Regions from separate parts of the Zea mays genome. Here region 1 is linked to region 2. Evidence: chromatin contacts called from public Hi-C data. All regions are on one chromosome and are shown on one strand. Each heading gives the region's core, a stretch centred on a gene start, on an enhancer-like site or on the middle of the called end of the contact. The rest is flanking DNA. Distances are from core to core; before and after follow the strand shown.

Region 1 (6,160 bases), core at 2,142-4,641, 160 kb before region 2:
ATTTTACTAGAAATGGATCCCAAGAGCTCACTGTCAAGTGACCACCTCTCTCTTTGGGATGTTGAGACCATTTCAGAAAATGTGCGCATTGACCAACCATCGGATGACTCACCATAGGATCCTGCTGCTGACAAGTCGTTGCTGCAGGCTGATAACATGGAAGAGGGAGGCCTTCCTTCAGGAGACCTTATCTCATTGAGAGATCTGAGAGATGGAATTTTACTGTCCGAAACCTGTCTGTATAATTGATACCCTGGTGACCGCCATGCTTTCTTCATCAAATCTGAATCTGTAGGTTGAGAATGCCCCTTGGAGGATGACGGATCTGCTCTGGATACTAAGGGTGGCGTTGAAGGAACAGACACTGAAGTCTTCAAATCTGAAGCAACACTTGATATGTCCAGTGATTTCCTGGAAAGCTTTGTCTGCACATATTACAAAAAAGATGTCAGACAACAAATGCATCGGTATTACCATTGCATGGAACCTAGAAGGTAACAACTTGGCAGGTAGCTTAATGTTGCATACCTCAGGAGAAGAGTTACTTGCTGTGGAGCGATCAGCTGAAAATAAGTAAAAATCAGTAAACAAAGTCCATCAGGTTAGGGGATTACAATTATACTCCCTCTGTTCCAAATTATGAGACATTTTGAATTTTTTAGATACATTGTTTCTACAATGTATCTAGACATAGTGTATATTTATGTGCATAGCAAAAGCTATGTATCTAGAAAAAACGAAACATCTTATAATTGGAATGGAGGGAGTAATGGAGTATAAAGGATTTTGCTTAATGAAAGCATAAGCCATAGCATCAAACTGTGCACTACCTCGAGAATCAGACTTTGTAACCTTGCGTGCTTCCATTTTTTTATCAGATTTGTGCCACTTTGCTCCATGGAACACATTGGAAGGGCTAGTTCCAAGGCTATTTCCATTAGAGAACCCTTCAGTTGGAGCAATGGAACCACTCTTTGTATCAGGATGAATGCTTCCACTACTATGGTTGGAGAACAGAGTAGGAATATCCATTATGTCTTCTATATGTGTGCGATTGTCCCATCGAATGTTCCATGATGGCGAGCGCCTCACATTCCTGTATGTCGATACTTCTATAGGAGTGATGCACGGCTGTGTCCTCTCCTTTGCAGCAACGCAGCAATTAGCTCCCATATTGCTTAAGCAGGGGAATTAATATGCTCAGTTTTAACGCTGAGGAAGGACACGCCCGTTGCAGTGGTGAGAGGTGTCTCACTGAGTCACCAGGTCACGGGTTCAAAGCCACATCTCTGCATTTGCAGGGGGGAGGCTTGCTTCGGATTATCCCTTCCCTAGAACCCACTCATGTGGGAGCCTCTGGCACCAGGTCTGCCCCTTTTACAGTTTTAACATTGAGATGCTCTGAGTTCATTCACGCGATACAAATTTTACAACCCAACACTGCCTAGCTGTACAGGGATACAATAACAATAATAAGGTCGTCTTCAATAAAGAAATGAGCAAAAACTTAGTATAAAGTTAAACACGATAGTATGTAGTATAGACATGTGCACTCTAAGCCTACAGAGGGAGCTAGGGGTACCACATAGACAGAAGAAAACACCCCCAAAGAGGAAGCTAAGGGGCATCCACAACAAGATCATCAAAAGAACCAGTATGATTGGAATTATTATTATTTGTCGAATAGAAATGCACATGATAATCTTGTAGCCTTTAGGAATCTATTCCCTAGGTTCCAAATTATAAGACATCTTCGTTTTTCTAGATACACTATGTCTAGATAAATAATAAAAGCTATGTATCTAGAAAAGCCAAGACGTCCTATAATTTAGAATGCAGGGAGTACTACAAATGCAATCCACAACGAATTGGGCAGCATATTGCAGGGGTTGGACTACTGAAGGGACTGGAGAGAGGCAATGGAACGTGACGAAGTCACAAAAGGAGAAAGATAAACTAATGAGTCCAACAAGACAAGAATGATCAGATAGGGGGCCATAAGTCCAAATTAGGAATTTAGGATATAAAAAAACAAAATACTACGTGTTTCTGCTGTATTTGAATTTATTTGGGTAGGCAGAAGTGTATGGAGAAAACAAATGTTGTAGCAAATGGAAGAACACTAGTACCATGTTTTTAGTACATTTGCATTTCTCATACATCCCTAAATACTTAAGAGGTGGGAACATCAAGGGTCTGTTTGGTTTGATGACTAACTTGCCACACTTTGCCTAACTTTTATGCCTAAGGTTAGTTATTCAATTCGAACGACTAACCTTAGGCAAAGTGTGGCAGGTTTAGCCACAAACCAAACAGCCCCCAACATCTATAAAGCAACCACTTCACTTATTCACAATAAGAAAGCTAAAAATAATCAAAAGTAGATGTTTGTTTATAATTGAAGGCACAAAGTTAGGGAAGCTGGCTAACTACAGTCGGATGAAAATGTGTGGAGGAAGAAAGCAACTGTTAGGTAGACCAGCAACAAGATATTCCAAAACCAAAGTTCACTCAAAGGCCAGATCCTTCACCCCAAACAACAAAATAGCATATCGCAACTATTCTTACTGCCGAATAAGCACTGTGCAAAACCATGGCAGGATGGAACAAGTAGAGCTAGTTTGAGAATTCCATTTTCTAAGCGATTTCTATTTTCCCAAGGAAAAATGAACTAATTTCCCTTGGGAAAATGGAAATCTCTGGGAAAATGGGGTTCCCAAACTAGCCTGTATAGTATTTTATTGATCGGTATCCAATTAAAGCAAAGCCAGAATACAATACGATGCGCAATTCGACAGGTCATGATTATATTGCCTTCAAGCAACAATTATTCTCCGTGTAATTTTTCCCCCGTCGATAAGTAACTAAATGTTTCGATATTTAACTGATAAATCACGAAAGAGCCGATGGTAAATTAAATCTACCTGACGAATTTGTGGCAGGAACTAACACAATATCAGGTAAAACCAATACTACATCACACTTGAATCATATGCAAAGATTACAGATCACTAGGATAACAGATGAGAAGGTAGCACCTATTAAAACTCACAATTCATCAGGAGCTACCTGCCCGAACGGCACCGAAATTCTCCATTTTGAGCACCAACGCGAAAAGGTGCCCCCTAAGTTCGTGGAAATTACCTCGGCCCCGATCTGCCAGACTAACATCCAGCGGCTGCACCGTCGCCGAAGAAACCTCGACCTAACGGCGCGGGACCCGGATCCGACACCGCTGGACCGCAGCGACGCCCGGCGCCTAAGACCGCTCACGCCGACGAAGCAGGTGTAAATTTCGTTAGGGTTGGGGCTCGGCTGGCGGGGGTGAGATTGTGAGGGACGGGAATGGAAGCGACGGGGAGGAAGGGGAGAGAACGGCAGCGTGGTCGCGTGGATGGGAATGGGTCTCGGACTCTCGGTCGCCGCTTGGCGCTGTGCCTGCCTGCGAGCGGAAACGAAACAGCTCCGTGCTCCGGCCACCACTTGAGTGGACACGAGACCGCGCCTCGCGACGCTTCCGTCCCCTGGGCCACGTGGCCCCGCGCCCCAGCCTGCGTGTTCCACACCCGGGCCCACAGTACACGGTCTCCACCTCTGTTTCTAGTTTCTACGACGTGTTTCCGGTAGTCGCTATACCGTGGTTTGTCTCGGGAATATTTTTAATAATGATATGATCAATTAAAGGATATAGGCAGAGCAATTTTATTTATATTAGCCCACAGCGAGTTTTATCATATTATCATGTCACATATAAATATTATCATATAACTTATGTTGGCGACTTTTTGTCACCAAACACTATAATGAACCGTCTGACTGTACTTACACCTTTAGATGATATAGGGTCGAATAAAGTGGTTATCTTGGAGGTGGAGCAACATATCTATGATAGTCACCACATATTTGGGACCAAACAGCAACGAACCATATGGCCTTCTCGTGATGAGCAATACATTGGTTTTGGCTCCGCGAGGTGAACAGTGGCGGTGGTCCACGACGGGTCGCCCGGCGGTGCTCGTTGCGGCAACGCGGACGGTCCGCGAGCTAGCGATAGGAGCGGCTTCTTCCATGTGTGCTGTTCGGACGGTCCGCGCTCTGGGCCTGACGATCCGTGATGGCGTAAGATCGTCTTCTTCTCGTAGGACCTAAATCCCGCCCCCTGGAGGAGGAGAGACCTTAGGGTGCTCCGGGTCAGCAGGTCACCCGGGGCATCTCTAGACGACGTAGAGACGCCTAGGAATTAAGAGATCAATTTGAGGAAGAGATCTTGAGTGAAGTAGACGAAGTAAATCTTGCCCTTAGGAGGGGTAAGATCCTAGGGTCGACAAGCCACCCCAGGACAGATCTAGACGACGTAGAGTCGAATAGGGGTCGAGGTGGATATGCGGAAGGCTACAACTACGTTACATCTACTCATAGGGCAGGAAAAGTAAATAAAATAGATATGTTCGATTGGAATGTGTTCGTGAGCTTCTCAATCGGTCGTACCCCTTTATATTTTTAGGGGAGAAGGTCTGGGCATGTTCCTAGGCGATAGCCAACAACTCCTACGTGATTAGATGAATAACCACACACGAGATAAGGACAATCACCCGATTTCATCTAATCGCGGGGCACACGGACTGTCCAGGCCCAAGGGCCGGACCGTCCGCCACTTTTGGTGCTCAACATATGCCCCCCTGCCTTTTGGTGGAGCTTGGTGAACCAAAAGCACCAGCGCACTTCGGAAACAATAGATCTCATGAGTTGTTTTGTTCTCGAAGTAAGGACTCAACTCGATGCAAGTCATTAGCTCTTGTGATCAGATAATATAAATATTTGATGTACAGAGGCCGTTTTGGATTGCATCTTCTTCAGCCATGTCTGCCTGATCAACATGTCAATAGGCAAAACTTGTGGTGCCCCCAACCCGAATAAGCAAATAGATTGGGCCAGTAAACTGAATTCATCGCCGTAGCACCCCACACTTGAGTAACACATCGGCAATGAATAAACTGGAAAGCAATGTGACATCCCTAGAGGAGGATGCTTGGGCGATGTTGGTTGTACTACATTTTGGGTCAGTTTAGTTGGCTTTTACTTTCGCACAGATTGTCCTTTTGACTTTGTTCGTTTTAGTGGTCGATCGTGTGGAACGACCTTCTTCATATATTTAGCAAGTAACTGATTAAAAGTAGGGCCGCCTCTGCTGAGCCGGCCAAACGTCCTGGAAGTGTTTTGCTCACTAGTACTTATCTTAGGACGTTGTGGTCTGACAGTCTATGATCGCTGCTACTTCTGGTTGTTCACGGACCGTCCGGCCTTCATAGTCGGACTGTTCGCGCCTGCCTCAGACCGTCCGGCGTAGGCAAGATATGTGACCATGATCGAGTATCTGATCATGCTTGCCCCCGAGCGTCCATCCTACCCTTTGGATGGGGACATAAACTTAGCATGATGATTAGAAAAGAATTCATCAGACACTGAGAGCAAAGATGTCTATTGAACTATAGAGCTTGCTCCCAAGAAAGAACACAATAATGGCCAACTCAATGATGCATAAGTTTGAGTATTGGTTGTACTAATAAATGAATCATTTACTTGAAACTATTCGGCAATACTGATTATGTAGTTTGCAATTAAACAATAACCGAATAGTGATAAGAAAATATTATAAACATGTTCATCTCATGAATAAACATGACTGAAGCAAATTGTAGCAAGAATCATTACTACCAACAACTGAAATACTTCGACTTTATGTAAGCAGCAGCATATCGCAACTATCCATATGCATAATAATTCGGTTGCACTCCTCCATAATATAAAGATGCATATGGAGCAAAATGATGACATAAAGGATAACTGAACATACCTTGGGACAACGTATATGGCATAGCTGAAAAATATGGACGATGCAATGACCAATAGCTTTGTTGAGCTAGGGCAAACCTTTCACCCAAACGTCTTGTACTTGATTTCTTCCTTTTGTTTGCCTTCACTTCTTCCAAATGCATCATCCTTACCTGGATCTTGAGAACTCCCATTAGTGACCCATGTCATGCCTCTCGTCTTCAGCTCTTGTGCACTGAGTTTTTCTAGCCTCTTGTGCCAGATTGATAATCAGAGTGAGATTCTTGGTTGTTTGGGCACATTAGACTTCGTAAGTTCAGATTTAGTA
Region 2 (6,616 bases), core at 315-2,814:
AGAGCAAAAGAAGATGATGAGATACATTTCATTGAAAATAGTGGCCTTACAGTTGACATCATGTGAATGAAATTTCCCGTCATAAGCAAAGGAACCTGACTGAAACTGAAGCCTTTCAACGACTAGATCTCCTGATTGACCCTACGGCAGTTCTTGCGGATTTCTCCATCGTGACCCGTGAGGGGATTTATGTTCCCCATTTTGGTTACTGAACTCACGTAGTGCTCAAAGAACAGCGCCTCGTCTTCGGCATAACTCTTGACTAGGCCTGCAATTTCGGGGTCTCTTCCTGTCCACAGAACCTCGTCCGAATTGAGAAGCCCTTTCCCCTCCAGTACCAGCTTATAATAGCTGTTGTCAAATCGCGAAGGGCTGACGAGATCCAGTGGCCGTATCTCGCCGTCGCCACCGGCGCGTGGGCACGCCGACGCCAACGTGTGGTAGAAACTCGTCTCTAGCGTGCTGTCCGGTCTGTTATCTCTGTGCTGGTTGTAGAGCCGTTGCTTGAAACTCACGCATCTGGCACTTCCAATGGTGTGGCTTCCTGATAGTGCCACAAGGTCCACCTTGTCCAGCCCTTGCCTTCGGAAGAACTTGATGAGACGGTGCAGTGTTGCGTTTGGTGGAGGAAGGTTCTTGTTTGCTAGCTTCATGTTTGCTGTCCTTGAGTCCCTCCTTCCTAATGGAAGCTCCCAGTACGGTCCACCACTCTGTCAGGTGAGAAGAAGCTTAATTATATCGATTAAATATAACAACTGGACCAAGACTAAAGGAAATAAAACATGTTTTTTTGTGGGAAATCCCTTACATTTTCTACTCATGTAAAACTAGCTACTGCAGGTTGTTGTCAATGCCATCACTTGAATTTAGCTAGAGAGATTTATTTCTTACCAGCACTGTCGAACCTCTGGCTGCCAGGGCGACAGTGTCAGCACAGGACACTGTCTGCGGACATGCTTCCTCGAGTGCAGCTTTGATCTCGTCTATGACCTCAAACCCCCTAATGGAATCCTTGTTGGGGATAGCGTTTTTCTCGCTCACGACTTCCTCAGCGTCATCCAAAAGAACCGACGCATCGCAGCCCTGCGATAGTGCGATTAGTTTCATCGCATGAACCACGGCCGGGACAAAAGAGACGATTGACCAAATAGAGAACATGAGACCGTGCTGCTAACCTGGACAAAGCAGTCATGGAAGAGGAGCCTGAGAAGGGAGGCAGCTACCCGTGGTTCCTTTGCGATAGCCTTCTTCAGTATGGGCGCCACAGTCTCGTCAGCTTGCGGGCATGTCAACCTGTAGTAGTCTGTAGAAAGACCTGGGATTGGAGCACTTCCGATTGGAGGGTGGTGGGCTCCCTCGTGGTGGTGACCAGGACCAGGAGGGAAGAAGGCAAGGGAGCCACAGAAGTAGAAGGAAGCAACGAAGATTGCACCGAGGACTGTGTTGATTGAAGCCATGGGTGGGTTCTTGGATGCTGCTGTTGTGGGGTGATTTCTGCTTCCTATTTATAGACGCTCATGTGTGATTCCACTATGGGTCACTCCATCCACTCCACTTCTGGAAAGCGTCAGCAGTTTGCGTCAGGTGTACCTGATTTAGAGGTTGCTTCTGTATAGTTTTTGTTACTTGTCTGTTTGCCACTACTGTCTCATGTCCTATTATTGCCATGAGTGACCAGCTGCCTAAACCCTTCACGTCGCGTCTATTATTAGTCCAACCCCCCCCCCCCCCCCCCCCCCTCCACATGAGATCATCAAGTTTCATTTTGTAAAGGCTATGTCTGCCTTCCCATCAAAAATGTGACCACGTGACTCCTGTCCAAATATTATAGAAAATATGGTCGTCTTATTTCATCCCTCCTTGTACATTCAACCAAACACATCCTAAATAAATCTTGGTAAATGTACAGCATGAAGTGGTGGCAGTAGCTTCACCCACTCTAGAGTCTAGATGCGTCCTTGTACGTATATATGATTCAGTAGTAGGATGGACATAGTGGCGCAGGAAGTACGAACTAACACGGGTACATCTAGATTGAATTGTATTATTGTACCACAGTGGCACAGTGCATTGAGCTCCCCACCTGCTGTTAGTAGTTAGACTAGCAGTTAGTAGAGCGGTGGTTAGACTAGCAGTTAGTAGAGCGGCCTTCTGCCGGACGGAATTTTCTCGCTTAGGGATTCAAGAGGTTAAAATCTCTTCCTTATTCAAATTTGAATAAAGAGGAGATTTTAACCCATTCAATCGCCTCCGATTCTTAAACTCCTAAACTAGTTCTTACAGTCGAACATAATTCCTTCTTTTGTTTATTTAGTAGTTGAAACGTGAGACTGATAGTGTCTACCTGTCATTGCAGTACTGCACTTGCAACTGCAGCAGAGTTGCAGTTGCAAGTAATTCGAAATTATGGTACGTACATGGCAGGCAGCATTGACGACAATCCCAGCAAGCAGCTAGTAGTACCGACATCTCGCAAGTCGATCGCAATCAGCTAGCCCGTGGGCCGTGCGTGGCCTTGGGCCGGCGTTGTCGGCATGCTGGCCTTCCGCGTAGCCTTGACTTCATGAAAGAAAAAGGTATCAAACGTTGAACTTGAACAGGGTCTCAATTGGCGTCGCGCTCTCATCTACTAGGGCATTATCTCAGGGCAGTATACTTTCCGAACTAGCAACGGGCACGTGGCCTGGCACTGTAGCGGCCCAACATGAGAACGGTCCAGTCCGAATGGAAGTGTGTTTGGGCCGGCCCGACATGTCACATTTGGAATTAAGGATAAATTCAAATGTATCTTAAATACGTGTTAGAATCAAATCTCACACATATGATAACTCATGATACAGAAAACAATATCATATATTTATCACTTAATATAATTTCTGTACAAAAATAACTAAATAAAATACACCGTTGACTGGGTGACGACGATATAAACCTCTCTGAACACATCTTCATGATCCTTCTCTAGCGGTACATGTTCCTGACCTGCTGTGATTATAGAAAGAGTGAGCTCACATACGGTCATCGCTCAACAAGTGTGGGTAAAAATCACATACGGTCATCGCTCAACAAGTGTGGGTAAAAGTGTAGTGTAAGACTTACCAAGGAATATGGTTAAGACAGAGCATTGTTTTTAACTTTGTTGATCAAAATTTTATTAGCAATTACAAAGTATAAGTAAATACGATCCCAATTAAATAAGAGATTATAGATGAAATATCACATCATACAATGCATATGTCAAGTTAAGTTTAGTTCCATCATTTAAATCATGCGAGAGGCTCAAGCAATGCTCTGGTGGTAGGTGCTGGGAATTGGGTCGGGCCGGGCCAGTCCGGTCCAAGCCCATCGTGCTTCGTGCCAAACGGGTTCGGGCCAGGAAAGCCCAAACAATTTTTGGGTCGTGCTGTGCCAGCCCGAAGTGTAAAAACAGTGGCCCAGCCTGGCCCTAAACCATGTCGTGCCTTCGTTGGGCCGTGTCGGCCCAAGCCCGGCCCGTATATTTGACCACATAAAATCAAAATATTATAACCATATAAAGTATATAGCTTACTAAATTAAAGATATTAAACAATTATAACATCGTTTAACCACATAAACTCCAAATATAACAACAATATAAAGTCGATATCTTACTAAATTAAAGAAATTAAATAGATTGGTCTCAATTAGGCCGTGCCGGCCCAAGCCCGGCTTATCTATGCGGGCCGTGCTGGGGGCCCGATAGGTCGGAATTTGAGGCCTGGCCCAGGCCCGCCTTCGGGTCATGCTAGCCCGGCTCATATTACTTCGTGTCGGGCCGTGCTTTGGGCTCTTATTTTCGGGTCGTGCTCGTGCTGGCCCGAAAAGCCCGACCCAAATTCCCAGCACTAGTAGCACTGTTTCAGGCAAAAGGGAGTATAGGAATCTCTCGTCTGAAAAGCTATCACAGACAGATCGACCCCCTTGATCTCCCTATACTCTGCAGTGATTCACTCCACGCTTGCCCCTTTTGAGTAAGGTAATCACTCACTAGCTTCCCTAATTAATTGGTCAAGGGAGTCTCATTCCACCCTTGTGGTAGCACTGTTGTCTCAGAAGGTGTCAATCAGTCGTACCTCTTCGTTTATATAATGGGGAGGTCTCAACCCGTTATAACACTAGTACAGAGAAGTTCTATAGTGGCGGTTGTAAACCTATTTATAGTGGCGTTTTTCGTAACCGCCAGTGCTAGGGGCCAGTAGAAATCATCATTTTTACAGGCGGGTAACTGAGGACCGCCAGTGAAAATCGATTTTCACTGGCGGTCGGCGTAATAAAACCGCCAGTGAAAATCGATTTTCACTGGCGGGCGACGTAATAAAACCGCCAGTGCAAATCGTTTCCAGGAAACATAAAACATATTCTAAAAATAGTTAAAAAAATTATTTTTATTAGGCCCACCCCAACCGCAAGTCGCGGCATTTTTCGCGCAAAATTCGTGCGCTACGCGGTTGTTAGTATTCGAACCGTCGACCTCACCCTCGCGCATACCCTTCCTTACCACTCCGTCTATGACATGTCTTGTGTCTAGTTTGTAGTTGTTTTCTTCACATATTACAACCATTTGAGTGTAAATTGCTTATTTGAGACTCTAAACGAATTCAAATAAAAAAGTTGTCAACTACAAAGATAAATAACTTTTAAAGTTCTACAACTTTTATTTTGACACTTTTTTCATCCGAGGTAGTTTGCAAAATTTGAATTTTAAATTTGACATACTTAGATTCAATTTTTGAGAACCGAAATGAGTTCAAACAAAAAAGTTGTCAACTACAAAGTTTCATAACTTTTAGAGATCTACAACTTTTATTTTGGTGGTTTTGTCATACGAGGCCGTTTGAAAAACTCGAAAAATTAAGGATAAAAATGATTTCTAGTGGCGGTTCCTTAAGAAAACCGCCACTACAAATCATGGATTTCTACTGGCGGTTTTCTTAAGGAACCGCCAGTAGAAATACGATTTCTAGTGGCGGTTTTCTTAAGGAACCGCCACTAGAAATAACACAGTCGGTGCAGTGGCGGACGCAGAATAAAATTTTAGGTGGAGCGACACCGTAAGAGACAAACCACAATACTAGACGACTAGATAAAAACAGCTTCATGATAATAATAAGGTTAGGTGATAATACTAGGAGCGTTCTAAAATGATATGAATATTAGAAAATCATTTTGGTCACCCTACAGAAAGGCGGGTGAAGCGGCCACATTGACGCGTCATTGTGGTGAGTTTGCCTTAAAATGGCGATGATGAGGCAGCAACATGCGAGGGGCAGCGAGGGCAACGGATGTAGGCAGTGGCAAGCGACAACAATTGTTGCATTGCGACGACGTGGTGGGACCCTGGTGACATAGTGAGGGTAGATGGTGGTGGCCCCATGGTGCCAATGCAGGATCCCACCAATAGCTTGCCCACCAGTCGATGCGGAATAGGAGACAAAGTAGCGGCGCTGCGTGTGGGATCCCAACAACGCGATGAACTAACGAGTGACGAGAAGACAAGGTGACACTGATAGCGGACGGGTCTAGCCACCCACTACCGATCTAGTCATGACCGAAGGAGTGATCGAACCACGAGTAGGTCGAGTAGCTAGCCGCTAGAGGAAGGAATCGAACTACTTGTATGGAGAGCGGGCTGAGCAATGGACTGTCGAGAAAAAGTTAGATTAAAACTAGGTTTCATTAGATTTGGTTGTACCTACTATATAAAAGTTTTTTTTATTTTGATGTATATCTAAATCTAGGTATAATAGCATATAAAATTTGAGGTGGGGCCATGGCCCCCTTTGCCCCACCCTTGGATCCGCCTCTGAGTCGGTGGATAACCGAAACTGCCTGTAAAAATATATCGTCCCCGCAGGCTTTGAGCCTTTTTGTACTAGTGTAAGTGGGCTCCCAAAATCCCGCGGATTTTGCTAACAAATCCCACAAAAAAATCAAAAACCATGACTGATTCTATTCATACGCGGACCACCCGCGCTGACACCATGGATAGTCCGGACTGCAAACAGTCTGTAAGGGCCGAACCGTCCGGTGGTGAAAAATGGTGCTCAATATATGCTATGTTGTTAAAAAAACGAGAGATGAAGCTGGTCTTTTAGCCATTGTTTGCAGAGAGTGATTCTCTCACGCGAACGCGCAATGGGGAAGATCAGATTAGGAGGAAGAGCTGAAGAAGATAAGATGGACCTAATATAAGATAATAAAATATATGGGAAACGTGCATGATGCAAGTATTAACAACATAGTATAACTTTAACTGGCTAATAAGCTAGGTCTAGGTGACTGCATGACCCTTTAGGTTAGTTATGATCGACGCCCACATCAGACGTCAAGAGCGTGGTCACCCAGACTCGATCCATATGCCCAATAATGCTCATTAGTTGCCGGTGGAGCAGGTAAAAAGAAAAGACCGACCCAGCCAGACGGAAGCAGACGCAGGTTAGTTACGATAGTCAGGACACATGCATGCAGCATGCATGCATGTAGTTGCTACGCTGATATGTCTATATATATACTTCTATATAGACTAGCCCTTTGAGCTGTGGTGCACCTAAATAAGGTTTCATCCAGGAATTTAGGGTTGTAGAAATTTTGGATT

What was found. A called contact is a pair of places that touch in the nucleus more often than the background predicts.
Region 1: a contact with region 2 is called in a Hi-C map of ear, with 1.9 times the contacts expected there. The contact joins the promoter of LOC100274198 here to the promoter of LOC103636702 in region 2. A contact is called at or near these places in 2 of 25 Hi-C or Micro-C datasets (ear and leaf).

The regions. Positions count from the first base shown.
Region 1 is chr8:4,848,953-4,855,112 of Zm-B73-REFERENCE-NAM-5.0, reverse strand. It overlaps LOC100274198, which reads right to left and starts at 3,391. Exons shown (of 5, transcript NM_001148570.1): 1 at 3,070-3,391; 2 at 831-1,448; 3 at 529-563; 4 at 1-425. The coding sequence starts at 1,173.
Region 2 is chr8:4,683,547-4,690,162 of Zm-B73-REFERENCE-NAM-5.0, reverse strand. It overlaps LOC103636702 (peroxidase 9), which reads right to left and starts at 1,564. Exons shown (of 3, transcript XM_020542838.2): 1 at 1,176-1,564; 2 at 892-1,083; 3 at 1-710. The coding sequence starts at 1,457. The coding sequence ends at 123.